2 separate regions of the Sus scrofa genome follow, and region 1 is linked to region 2. Evidence: chromatin contacts called from public HiChIP or PLAC-seq data. All regions are on one chromosome and are shown on one strand. The core of a region is the stretch at or near the end of the contact, and the rest is flanking DNA. Distances in the headings are between cores, read along the strand shown.

The links. HiChIP or PLAC-seq counts read pairs in DNA pulled down with a chosen protein or histone mark.
Region 1: a contact with region 2 is called in an H3K27ac HiChIP or PLAC-seq map of skeletal muscle. The contact joins the promoter of KIAA1614 here to the promoter of ACBD6 in region 2. A contact is called at or near these places in 2 of 2 datasets of contacts at active chromatin or transcription factors (alveolar macrophages and skeletal muscle).

Annotation. Positions count from the first base shown.
Region 1 is chr9:122,479,730-122,486,457 of Sscrofa11.1, forward strand. KIAA1614 reads left to right here and starts at 4,320. Exons shown (of 10, transcript XM_021063756.1): 1 at 4,320-4,467. The coding sequence starts at 4,421.
Region 2 is chr9:122,110,922-122,118,001 of Sscrofa11.1, forward strand. It overlaps ACBD6 (acyl-CoA-binding domain-containing protein 6), which reads right to left and starts at 5,110. Exons shown (of 8, transcript XM_003130348.5): 1 at 4,331-5,110; 2 at 1,062-1,126; 3 at 41-137. The coding sequence starts at 4,552.

The DNA.
Region 1 (6,728 bases), core at 3,070-5,569, 370 kb after region 2:
CTGGGCCTAAATAGGGAGTCAGAATCCCCATGAGTGAGACCTCAGAATCAACCTTTTCAGCAGCATCCCAGGAGAGTCTACACAGGCGCTGGTCTGACGGGCTGTGGGAAGCTGCGGGAGGGTTCTGAGCTGGGGAGAGGCAGGCACCTGGAAGACCAGTCCCGACACTCTTGGGCCTCTGCTGGAAGGAAATGATGCGGCCCAAGGGCAGGCCCCATGAGCTGCTCCAGGATCAGACCGTGCACCCCATGAGCAGGACAGGAGCAGCCAGGAAATTCTGATTTCCAGCTGGACAAGCTCCTCCAGGCAGCACAGTGCAGGGATGGCAGAGGTGTCCCTGCCACCCCACCTGCTCTAACGGGGAAACCTCCAAGACTCTCTCACCTTTTCCCTCCATCCTAAGTGAAACCCTATTTCCACCTCCCACAAGGCTCCTTATTCAAGTGAGTGTTCAGAGCCCACGGGGGAGGTGGAGAAGAGGCGTGAGGCTTGTGTTTTCATCCCCAGACGAAAGGGAACGAGGCTCCCTGGGATGGTGGATTTCCTGGGTGGTTCGAATGGAGGAAGGGGGCTCTGTGATTGCTATTTGCCAGATATGCGTGTTCCTCCTAGATTTCTCTCCAAAAGATAGTCATGAAAGAGTCTGATTGATACCCAAAGAAATAAGGCAGTTCCCTGGCCCAGAAAGGTGCCATGCTCAAGGGCCAAGGAAGGCCTGGCACAGACCACCCTCCAGGGACTCCCAATTCAAAGGATGGAGCCTAAGCCAGGCTCCTGCTCTGCAGCCTCATCTCACCCCCAGCCTTTCCCAGATTAATTTACACTTAACGCTTAAACCAGGCAGTTTCACACCTCCTTGCCTGTGTTCATGCTAATCTGGCCGGCTGAAAGGCCTTCTCCCACCCCTCCCCCTCTGTCTGGCTAATTCCTGCTCTTTCTGCAAGTCCTCGCTCTCCGTGATAGCCCCGCCCACCCAACACACATCTCAACCTAGCTCTTCCCATGAACCACCCACACCTCCACTCTGCTGACCTTGACGGGACCACTTACATGGAAAGTTTACGCACCTGCCCTGCCCCAGCACCAACTAGACCAGAAATTCCTCAAGGGCAGGGCACATTTTGTCTCCTGGTGCCTGGTACTTGGTAGGAGCTCCAGAGATCTTTGCTGAACCACACAGAATGCACGTGAATGAGAAGTGCCCTCAGACACGCGAAAGCCCAGATAATTTAACAGCATTCCAACGATTTGCTTGTGGGTGTTCATAGGACAGGTGCCTTTAAAGCTTCTATAGAGATAGGACACCTCATCCCCCTATAATAAGTGCAAAATAACAAATGTATTGACGAAATCAAAAGGGGATTATTTGCATTTTAAAGGTCGGGGGCGGGTTTTCTTTAAATATTAAGCTTTTGCTAGAACTTTCAGAACCTTGCCTTACAGATCATTAACTTCTGGGGGAGGGGCGGGAGCAGCAGTCATGGAGCCAGAACCTCTATGAATCTGAGCTCCAAAGTGTTGCCTCTAAAAAGAGGAAGCAAGCAGAAGCTTTTGGATCCAGACAGAACTGGATTCAGATTCTGGCTGTACTAGCTGTGTGGCCTTGGGCAAGCCCTGTAACCTCTCCGTACCCTGACTTTCATATTCCTAAAGTGGGGACACACTGCACCTCCTTGGCAGGCTTGTTTTAAAGATGGAAAAGATTCTCCGTAGAATGCCTTGCCTCAAAGGAGGTCCCCAGTAATAAGCAGTAACAGCAGTGTTGTTGGTAGGGTGACAACGCAGGTGGAGGAGAGGAAGGAGCCTTTTGAGGTTTACAGGAGTTTCCCTGGGCTGGCAGAACAGGTAGGGAGAAAGGATCCAGAAAGGAAGGGCAGGACCACCGTGGCAGCATATTTTGACTATCACAGCATTTTACAACTTTTTTGATTTTTTTTTTTTTTTTTTTTTTTGCTTTTTTCAGGGCTGCATTTGCGGCATATGGAGGATCCCAGGCTAGGGGTGGAATTGGAGCTACAGCTGCCACCCTACGCCACAACCACAGCAGCGCAGGATCCAAGCCGCACGTGCAGTGTAGACATGGCAACGCCAGATCCTTAACCCACTGAGCAAGGCCAGGGATCGAACCCGCAACCTCATGGTTCCTAGTCGGATTTGTTTCTGCTGCGCCACAACGGGAACTCCTGGATTTTTTTTTTTTTTTTTTTAACAAAACCTTTCCAAGTTGAACGTGACTGCTGGCGACAGCACTCTGCTATGTGGTTAATGTGAGGGTCTTGGACTTACTAGCTCTATGATCTTGGGCAGATCACCTGACTCAGTTTCCTCATCCGTAGAAAGGAGACAATAAAGAGTACCCATCTCTTAAGGCCGCAATCTGAGATAAGGAGTGTAAGGTGCTTAACCCAAGGCCAGGTGCACTGGATGCCCTCCATAACTAGTCCTAGTTACTGAAGTGATCAGTACTAATAAGCACAGAGTGGTAAGTTCCCTATTGGAGCAACTACTTACCCTGAGAATATGGAGCCGGGAGGGTGTTATTTGCAAGGGCCCTACCTTTGACTCTGTAGACCACCTGTCCCAGAGCTGCGTGAGCTTGGGCCTGTTCTGTAGCAGAAGGTTTGGCCTAGATAATCTCCCAGGTTCCTAAATTAGCTAGTCCTCCCCACTCCCACAGCTACCCAAACAGCTGCTCTCAGGCCTGGCGGGGTGCTATTGCCCTGCCCCTGTCCCCACCTTCTGCGGGGTAACTCCTACTAACTCAAGGGGGGGCCTGGGCTGGCTGGTTACCACACTTCCCTGCCACCCACCCCTGCTCCCTGCGGGGTCACCCTGAGGTCCTTACTGTTGCTACGCCTATTATCACGAGGCGACCCTAGCACGAATCAGTGCAAATAGCAGAGTGGCCAGGCTTGAGAGCGAAGCCTTTGGGCAGAAGGAAAGATGAGCCAGCACTTTCCCTTTATAGAGATTTCCGGAATCTCCTGGGTCCTAACTTACTGTTTCCTGGTGGAAAATAGATTTGAAAACGGTTGAGGGAGTTCTCTTCCTGATGCAGTGGTTAACGAATCCGACTAGGAACCATGAAGTTGCTGGTTCGATCCCTGGCCTTGCTCAGTGGGTTAAGGATCCGGCATTGCCATGAGCTGTCGTGTAGGTCCCAGACTCAGCTGGGATCTGGCATTGCTGTGGCTGTGGCTGTGGCATAGGCTGGCGCTACAGCTCTGATTAGACCCCTAGCCTGGGAACCTCCATATGCCGCGGGTGCGGCCCTAGAAAAAGACCAAAAAAACCCCAAAAAACAGTTGAGGCTCACCCCTCCCTCAAAGGAAATTCAGAAACTCCCTTTGGCTGGGGCCACAGCTGCAGGTAAAGTCCTTTGCGCCTCTTTCCACGTCTGGAGTCCCCAGGAGCCCCGAGAACCGGTCTCCTACCCAAGATGACTGCCAATGCGGGCACCTGGCTCCCCCCTTAGCAGAACACGTTGAGGGAACTCGCGTCCCCTCGGGTTTCTCTGGTGCCGCTGGAAAGAGGAAACAAATGACCTTGACCTCCAAGGAGACGGCCCCTCGCAGAGGGCGACTCCTCCGGAAAAGCTGTCCCAACAAAGGGCATTCCTCAGCTTCCACCCCGCTGCCGACAGCCGACGGCCCAGCCTCCTCCCCACGCCCGGGTGGAGGGCTACCCGCCCTCCCGCGACCCTCGGGAAGAACGTGGTGTTTTCGCAGCCTTGGCTGGTCGCACGGCCGCGCCCTCCCGAAGTCTCGGCTGCAGGCGCTCTCCGGGCAGACGGGGCGAGGCGGACCACGAGGGCTTAGGTCCGGGGGCCCGGAAGGCCGCCCCCGACTCGTGACCCATCCGAGACCCCAGACTCGCGGCCGTGCTCCCTGCTTGGACGTCTGGGGGCCTCGCTCGCCGCCGCCGGCGCCCCCGCCGCCGAGAGGGGCAGCTCGGCGGGGCGCGGGCGGCCGGCACCCAGGCCGCGGCGAGCGCGGAGGGCGGCGGGCGGGCCGGGTGGGGGCGAGGGCCGCTCCTCCAGCCCCTTCCGCCGCCCCTCCTCTCTGCTCTCCCGCTCCCTCTTCCCGTCCCGGCCGGGAAGGCGCGGGGCTTGGCCTCTCCCCCCTTCGTGGCCCAGCCATGAGCTAGCAGCCCATGCCGCTGCCTGCCCTCCCGGCCCACCCGGCGCGCTCTCCCCGCACCCGGAGGGCGGCCGCGGCCCGCGGGGCGGCGCCTCGGGCCCCACCTCACCCGGACCCCGGGGCGGCCCGCAGAGCCGGGAGCCGAGCCGGGCGCGCCCCGAGGGCCGAGGCCTGCGGGCCGCGCTCCCGGAGCCCCGGCCGGAGCCCGCGCGCCCGGGTCCCCGAAGCGGGCCTGGGAGGGAAGGAGAGCGAGCGAGCGAAGGGCCTCGCTTCTCCCGGGGATGGAGGGCATGGAGGCGGCGGGCCGACCCGCCGGCGGCAGCCTTCAGTGAGTACGGAGGAGGTGAGGCGCCGGGCGGGCCGGAGGTGCGGGACCCCCCGAGGGGAAACCGAAGGAAGGGTCGCGGGGGAAGCCCAGCCTTCACGTCCACCCTCATTTCAGCCCCTCCCGGTTGGAGCGAGTCCAGCATTTGGGCCGCAGACTGGTCGGTACCCCCACGGTTCCCCAGTGGAAGGTCTCCTCCTTCAGGTCTCCAGAGATGGATGATCTCTGGAATGCGCTTCCAGAGTTGACCTGAAAGAGAATTCTTTTAGGGGAACGGAAATTGCTCCCCATTACGTTCACATCCTCTGCTTTCGGGACTGAACCACAGAAGAGTGGAATCAGTGGTCGGCTGCAGAGACCTAGTTGATAAATTCTTGATTAACTGGTCCAGGAAGTGATCCATCCTTCCAGAGATAGTGCTTAAACTTCACTGGCTTAAAATGATGTGACATTCACACTCCTGTGTGTATTTTGCTTTATGAACTATGTGCCTTCCTGAAACATGTATAAATTGAATCATCATAAATGACCATAGAGGGACTTGGCATTTAAGAGAATCCTGCAGTGAATCTTTAGTCAATATATGAAGTAACTATATTAATTCCTAACTTGTAACTTATGTAAGTATGGATTTTTAAAATGTTTTCTCCAGAGTTCCCACTGTGGCTCAGTGGGTTAAGAACCTGACTAGTTTCCATGAGGATGTGGATTACATCCCTGGCCTCTCTCAGTGGGTTAAGGATCCTGCTTTTTTTTTTTTTTTTTTTTTTTAATCCTTTTCTAGGGCTGCTTCCCATGGCATATGGAGGTTCCCAGGCTAGGGGTCTAATCGAAGCTGTAGCCCCCAGCCTATGCCACAGCAACGCGGGATCTGAGCTGCGCCTGCGACCTACATGACAGCTCACAGCAATGCCGGATCCTTAACCCACTGAGTGAGGCCAGGGATCGAACCTGCAACCCCATGGTTTCTAGTCGGATTTGTTAACCACTGCGCCATGATGGGAACTCCCCAAGGATCCTGCTTTGCAGCAAGCTGCAGGATAGGTCACAGATGTGGCTTGGATCCTGTGTTGTTATGGCTGTGGCATAGGCCGGCAGCTGCAGCACCAATTCGACCCCTAGACTGGCAACTTCCGTATGCCACAGGTGCAGCCCTGAAAAAAAATAAAATAAAATAAAAATAATTTTTTTTTTCTTTTTTGACCACCTTTCAGCATATAGAGTTCCGGGGCTAGGGATCAGATCCCAACACAGGATCCTTAACCCACTATGCTGGGCCGGAGATCGAACCTGCGCGATCCTGTTGTGCCACAGTGGAAACTCCTAAATATGGATTTTATACATGCTGTTTACTTCAAGTGGGACAAATCTAGATGTACAGCGTTTAAGGAGCAGTTTCTCAGAGAGCAGGATAAATATTAAGACCTTGTGGCGTGTATGTGTGCATAGGATAGCTTGGGGAATAAGTTCCCAGCTCACTTTTATTCCCTGTGAAGACATATCAACCATGGCATCAAGGAGCTGTGTAATTTGGACAAGTCACTTAACCTTTCTAGACCAATATTCTTGTAAGAAGGGGTGTGAGAGTGAATGGTCATGAGTGCTAAAGAGACCTGGCCTTGGGAGGGGAAGCTTTGCACTCTCCTCCCGGCCTCCCCAGCACCTGTGTCACCTGATCTCTCTGTATCTCTGGTTCTCTGGAAAATGCGGATAATGCTCCTGTTCCAGCAGAACTGCACGAGGAATATTTTAGAGAGTATATTAGAAAGTGCTGGCAGGCATGCCTGGCACAGAGCAGATGCTGGTAGGGGTTGGTGCCTGATCCTGGCTACCGTGTGGGCACAGCCCCATGTGGCTGTCCTATGGTTTGTGCCAAGGGGACACCTTCCAGCAGAGGGTCAGATTCCTGGGTGGCACCTTCCTCGGTCCATCCTCGGCAATGGCGCTCCTTGGAAAGGGAAGAGCTTGCTGGCTATTAGCCAATGTTGACATCCTTCCCTGAGGCCTGACACCTGTCAGCAAAGTAAGAGGCCAGGCACGGGGGAATCTGGCCCCCATTTTCACTCTGGTCCACGCTGGGCAGAAGCTTCATTGTGCCCCACCTGTAACATGGGGGTGGAAAAAACTGAGAACACTCTTCAGACTTGGAAGAAAAACCTCAGTAATAACTTATTTGTACCATGCAATGATTTATACTCTCTGAGATGTTTCCGCATGACCTAGGGGGCATTCTCTGCTCTGACCCCAAGTTATTTTCCTCAAAA
Region 2 (7,080 bases), core at 3,860-6,359:
GTATTTTTTTATAGTATTATTCACAATCATTAAGTCTTACCTGAGGATTCCAATCTGGATCTAATTTTTTAACTACGGCGATATACTCCTGCATTGCTTGGCTGGGGCTTGAATCACCAAGTGCTTTCCATGCTTCCCTATAGTACGGAATATCCAAAATGACCTATCATTAACTATGTAAAGAACACAAACAGTATATTTCTTTTTATTATTTAAAAAAACGGCACACACATTTTAAGGGTGGGGAAATACAGATATAATAAGCCCGAGATGAGTAGCCTTGTCTTTTCCATTTACCTTGGTCCGTAGCAATACAGACCTTATCACCCACCTAAGCAGCCCTTAGAATGACATTTTTCCCCTCATCACCCTCTCCCATGAAATTTTAAAATTACACATATATCGCACATCTGCTGAATTTGGAAGACCACAAACTATTGTAGTATCTAAAATTTTAGAACTCCCTAAAACCTAAACTTTTTCCCTATGGGGAACGTATGGTCTACAAACAACAGACGTAGTTTCCTTCTGATGAATTAACTGTACTTTTGGTAATATATGAACTATTTTTCTCCCTTTTGCCCAAGAGGTTATTAAAAGCACTTCTTTACTGTGGGTGTGGGAGGGGCAAGGCACAGAAGAACACAAGCGATGAGGAGAAGGGGAGAAGAGTGAAAAGCGGGGATTTACCCTCTTCTCCCTTCCCATTCTCCTGGCCTTCTTCCAAAGATCCCTCCAGAGAAGAGCGGTGACCTATTAGGGACTATGCGACAGGGAAGGAAAATTTCAAGCAGTAGCTGTTATGGTCACTTCTAGAAGCTATTCACATGTGAGGAATGTATGTCTGTTACTTATACACCAACATCAAGGCATAAGAACCCTTTAGGAGACTTATCTAAAATCGGATTCTTTTAATCTCTCTCGCACCTGCCTGTCATTAGCACACTCTACAGCAGAAAGAGATTAATATAAAAATAATTCTTTAATCTGCTCACTACTTTCTAATTCCTAAACACCTAAACCATTTACAATAACCACATTGGATCCCAGGAATTTCTTACCATTTTTGCTTTCCTTCGAAGTCAAAGAAGCTTGGTTTAGGAGTATTGCAATTTCCAACTTTGACCTAAACGAAGCAGAGGGGGAGAAATCAACAACTTATTTTTCAAAGAAATGTCAGAGAAATTTTCCATTTTACATATATTTTGTAACTATAGGTTAGAAAATATCTACATCTATAGAGAATAACCAAAAAAAAACATTATTTGCAAAAGCAAACAAACTGTAAACACAGGCTGCTTTGGCTTATTACATAAAATCATTTCCTAACACCATAATACATTACAAAAAAAAGTGACTAACAGTTGCAGTCTCAAATTTGTATACAAATTATACATATAAAACAAATTATACAAATAGATTATGCAATCCTTATTACCATTTATAATGCAGAAGAATTTTAAACATGCAATAAACAAGATTTAAAGTACAAGTTTATCAGAATTCATAATATTGTCTATGCTGATTCTCATAACACTATCAGCACTTTATCTCTCTCAAATTCTAGGATAAAGCACAGCATTTTAAAGAGCCCTATTATGAATCTAATCAACGTAAATTTAGATGCTGCAAGTCATGCAAAAAAAAATTTTAAGGTTTCTCAACAATATAAATTCTATCTAGGCCACAATAATCCTCTTTTGTGTGTGGCCAATACTCATTTTTAATCTTCAAATAACATTTGCAGTTAAACTACACAGTAATTATTTTCGCTGTGAATAAACATAAATCAAATTCACACACGTGCAGAATTCACTATACAACCTGATTCCCACTGCCAGAAGTAATCTCCCTTTCTGACAAACTCTCACAGCACTCACTCTCTACTTCTCCAATGGCACTTTTCACTGTTACCTTGTATTAGCAAGTTTTGTGCAGTCTCATCTTTTTATGAGGACACAGCCTCTAAGAAACCATTCTTAACTCGCTCATTGCCTGTAACATAGTATCTAACTTGAGGCAGTAAAAAATGTTGAATATACCACGCATACATGAGGAATGTATTCAACAAAATACCTACTTTCCGTAAAGCTAAATACCACAATCTGAACCGAATTTACTTCTAAGGGACCTGCCCACTACCTCCTATGACTCTTACTTGCATTTTGCTAAAATCAAATGGTCTACTCACTGCCTTAGGAATTTTGTTTGTTTGTTTGTTAGTTTTTGCTTTTTAGGGCCACACCCGCGGAATATGGAGGTTCCCAGGCTAGGCAGGGGTCACGTCGGAGCTACAGCTGCCAGCCTACACCACAGCCACATCAGATCCCAGCTGCGTCAGCGACCTACACCACAGCTCATGGCAACGCCGGATCCTTAACCCACTGAGGCCAGGGATCGAACCCTGGTTAGATTCGTTTTCGCTGCATCACGACGGGAACGCCAAAGAATTTTTATCCTGTTTCGCTCATGTTATTTCTCCCACCTGAAAAGCCTTTCTCTCTTCCCTCGGCTTTTTAAAATGCTCTACCTCCTTAAAGTCCCACTCAAGGTTCAAATTCTAAGAACCCTTTATGTCTACAAAGATCTCATCCATCCAGAATATTTCAACAAAGGTTGCCAATGGTAAATGCCAGTGAATCACGTGTGCCCAAGTTAAGGTAAGAGGACATGCTAGGTATCCCCACTTGTGCTAGTGCTGAAGGCTCCTCAACAGGGGTTTGAAATTTTCATTGTCCTCTCATTTTCACAAATGTCAATTCATTCTTGTTTGCTGGAAGAGTGCAGGCTAATACACGGAGGACCAAAAAAACCCTGTTAATTGGTGTGATCTTTTTGAAACTTCACTGAAAGATGACTGTGGAGCCATACACTTATCTAAGACTAAAAGAGCTATTATGTTAGGTACATTTAGGGCCCTGCAGGAGAAAACAAGGTTCACAGCTCAGCTTATTTTTATCAACTTCCTACTGACAAAATAGAGTGCTATTCTGAACAGAAAACATAAAGATATAAAAACCTTTCTATGAAATTTGGAGGAAATGAGTCTTACAATGCCCAGAGAATCATCAGTCAGCCACATTACTGGTCCAAACACAATGCACAATCAATTCTTGTTAAATAATTAAAAGTCTCATTTCATTGTTATAAGGACAGGATTAAACCTCCCCACCCCACCCCCACAAAAGATATCCAGAACTTTTGCAAGAAGACAAATTCTGAGGCCAATTTAGGGGCAATTTTCACTCAACACTCTAATTTATACCATTTGTTCCTAGAGCTGCATCCCTCAGGTCACTTTACAACTGATACTCATTGACCTTCAAAAGAAGGTTCATATCTACCCTATTATATTCAGTTTAAGAAAACAGAGGGAGCCCACAGCTTTCTTTTTTTTTGTTTTTTTTGTTTTTTTTTTAAAGAATACAGAGGAGGGAGTTCCCCTTGTGGCTCAATGGGTTACGAACCCAACCAGTATCCATGAGGATGAGGGTTCGATTCCTGGCCTAGCTCACTGGGTTAAGGATCCGGTGTTGCTGTGAGCTGTGGTGCAGGTCACAGACAAGGCTCAGATCCCATGTTGGTTGTGTCTGTGGTGTAGGCCAACAGCTGTAGCTCCGATTTGCCCCCTAGCCTGGGAACCTCCACATGCCTTGGGTGCAGACCTAAAAAGAAAAAAACAAAAACAAAACAAACCCAGGGGAAACAGATACCAAGAGGCAAAAAAAATTTTTATAAAAGAAAATGGGCTATCCTCCAGAGCTTCATCACTTCCAGTGTTCCAAAGAGCTAGAGTTTTCCTAAACTGTTATTTAACTCTAGTCAGCAATTTTTCACCCGTTTAAATCTAGACTCCTCAATTAACTTTGTAAAGTCTCTTGATGGCAAGTATCATGATGCTTTTGCTTCTCCGCATTCCCCACAGGCATAAAACCCCAAGTGTTTTGCCCATTTTTGTAAAGGTTCTGAAGCTGGTGAAAGCTTAAGTGCAAGGTCACTGGGCAAGTCAGAGAAGACACAGAAAAACTGTCATTCAGTAGCCAGCTAAATATCACTTCTCAGATAGCAGACAGGTCCTTTCCATGTCCAGAATGATGCAAATCCTTAACAGATAATTAAAAAACAAAGCACCCACATAAACTTCATTACACCTGGCCATTAACCAAGCTTGTTGAATGATGCAAATCCTTAGCAGATGATTAAAAAACAGAACATACACACAAAACTTCACTACACCTGGCCATTAACCAAGCTCATTTACCATTAGATTTTGGAGAAAAGAGAGGCCTTTGGTCGTTCACCCGCATCCACCCCTTCCTCGTGACTTTACCTGCTTGTACCTGGCATACAGGTACAAGAGCTGCTCCCTGCTGGCCACCTGAACCAGGCCTTGGAGGTGCGCGGCCGCCTTCTCAAACAGCTCGGTCAGGCTCCTGGACGCCTCGGTCTCGGGGCTCTGGAGGGATTCCGCATCCCCGGAGTCGTCCCCCGAGCTCAGCTCTCCGCCGCTGTCGCCCGTGGTAGCCCCCGAAGGCAGGAATGGCGAGGCCATGTGTCCGCCTGTCTTCTTCAGACCGGGTGTAACGCCGTCTTGGGGGCCTGGCCCACCAGTCCCCTCCCTGAGTCGGACCCAAGCTCACTTACTCCGCGCTCCCTCCCTTAACTCTATCTCCCTCCCTTTTTCCGCCCGGCGCGTGCAGGGCTGGCTCCGCCACCCTCTGCGGCTAACCCCTGCGGCCCAGGTCTCCTCCGGCCTCTCCTAGCTACCCAGGACCTCGGACTCATCCGGGGTCTCTCCAGCAGCGCTGGGGGTCCGCTGGCCACAGGCCTCGAGGTCCCGGAAAGAGGGCGGGACGGGGGCCGGTAGGGGGCGGGGCGGGGGCGGGGCGACGTGAGTGCCGAGCACGCGCCCAGGGCTACGGCCGGCCCCCTGTTACACGCTGGGAGAGGGAAACGTGGGTAGCTCTGGGTTGGGCACCCTCCAGTAAATTAAGGGACTCTTGCGGTGAGCTAGGGAAACGCTGCTTGGAGAAAGTGCCCTGAGTCGTTCAGATGTCCGTTAATCGTTTTGCTGAAAATACCGGAACCCATTCTCGGGCTAGGCCATCGGCGGGTGGGGAAGGAGGCCGTCTATTTGGTAGTGTAGCGATAGGAGCGGAGTCGTGGGAAACTTGGAGCTGAGCACGAAGGTTCCGCCTGCGCCCGCCTCCCCAGATTGTGTAGCCTCAGTGTCCCAAAGCGGACGTCGAATGTCGGCATTCTCTTGCTGGAGGGATTGGTTCTAACTTGTAGAGTGAATGAAAATATGGGAGATGGGACCTTCAGCACCCAAACTGTGAGATTGGTCAAATCTCTTCATGTGTTGCTTTGCACGACTTGCAGAACCCACACCTGGCAGAGCTCATGGGACCCCACCCCCGTGGCCCTTAGCCTGATTTGCTTGTTCCCAGCTCAGTCTTTGCCGCTGTGCTGTGGCAGTCACTGACAGTGAAACCAGAAATACGCTTAGTTCTGCCCTATGTTAGAAACCTGCAAAAACTACAATATGATTATAATAATGTTAACAGAAATAATGATCTATAGTAAGAATAGGGTTTCCCAGGTGGCTCAGCGGGTAAAGGACCCCACGTGGTCACTGCTATGGCTTGGGTTTGATCCCCGGCTGGAGAACCTCCACCTGCCTTGTGGCAGCCCCAAAAGAAAATAATAGAAGAATGTTTTGTTTGAGCCAAACCGAGGACCAAAGTCGAGGAGTCAGCCTCTCAGTAGCTCTGAGGTACGGCTCTGTAGAAGCGTGGTTTTCAGCACATGAATGAATCTCATAACAGCAGAGCTCAGTAAGCCATCAAAAGCTCATCCTTTGTGTTTCCTTTGCTTCAAAGCTCAAAACCAAGCAAAACGGACCTATGATGTCAGAAATCAGGACAGTGAATGGTCTGGGGTGCATAAGGGGAGCTTCTGGATGTTGACAGCGTTCTCTTTCTTGAACCAAATGCTGGTTACACAAGTGGATTCACTTAAAATATATGTACTTTTCTATATATCCAGTATATATGAATGAAAATTTAAGAAAGAAAAAAAAAAAAGAGCCCTTGACATTCAGAAGCTGATCTAGAACTCACAGCTAAACCATATCATCCTCCTATTAGGTGGAAATCACCTCATGAATACCAACCTCAGTCAAGGGCATCTGAAACCATGATCAAATAAAGACAAAGCAAAGCACTTCAGAAGTTTGTTTAATCACAGACAAAACCAGGATCACTCAAAATATCAAACACACTTTCTCTGAGCCAAAATAAGTGACTCTTGCATATTTACAGAGTACAGGTTTGTTCTCATGCGAGTCTTTCTGCTATATAGATAAGACTGATTGAGATACCCAGTCATAGAATTGTCCCAGCTTCCTGACAGTGTCCAATCGTGAACATACCCCCAGTTTCTTAGACTGCCCCACTAGTTACCAGTCAAAGCACAAATCCTGTCATAGGTCGATCACTGAAACAACCCATAGTTCTCCACTTTATGTTCTTCCTCATGGAAATAAACACAATGTGGTAACTATAGGGGCTTCCTGGAGGGCTTTGCCTCAAGATCACTGACACCTGAGAACCTGTGATTTCTTGAAGATTCTGTTTGAAGCCCCAAACAATCAGGATCTGGTGACTTTGAGCGAATAGAGTTTTTCCAATGGGTGTTTCTATTTGAGCAGTTATTGGGAATGGGTATGTTTTTCTGAATCTCAAGGAAAATCAGCTGAGAAATCAGGAAGCCAGGAGAAAATGTGACTAGAATAAAAGCTTAAGCAATCAGGATGAAAGTTTAACAATCAACATAGAGAAGTTCCTAATTAAACTAACAAGCCAAAAACAATAGCAAGAAATGCTAACACCTAGAGCCCAAAATGAGCCTGAAAGGAGCAGACAGGAGAAAATCTCATGAAATTCTAATCAGTCTTGCTTGTAGAGCTGTCATTTTATACGCAGGTTCATCTCCCCCTCCCCCACTGAAAACAGTGCAAGTAAAATGTTAATAAGATTATATGCATAGGATACTTCGTACAAATTCTATGAGTGATGT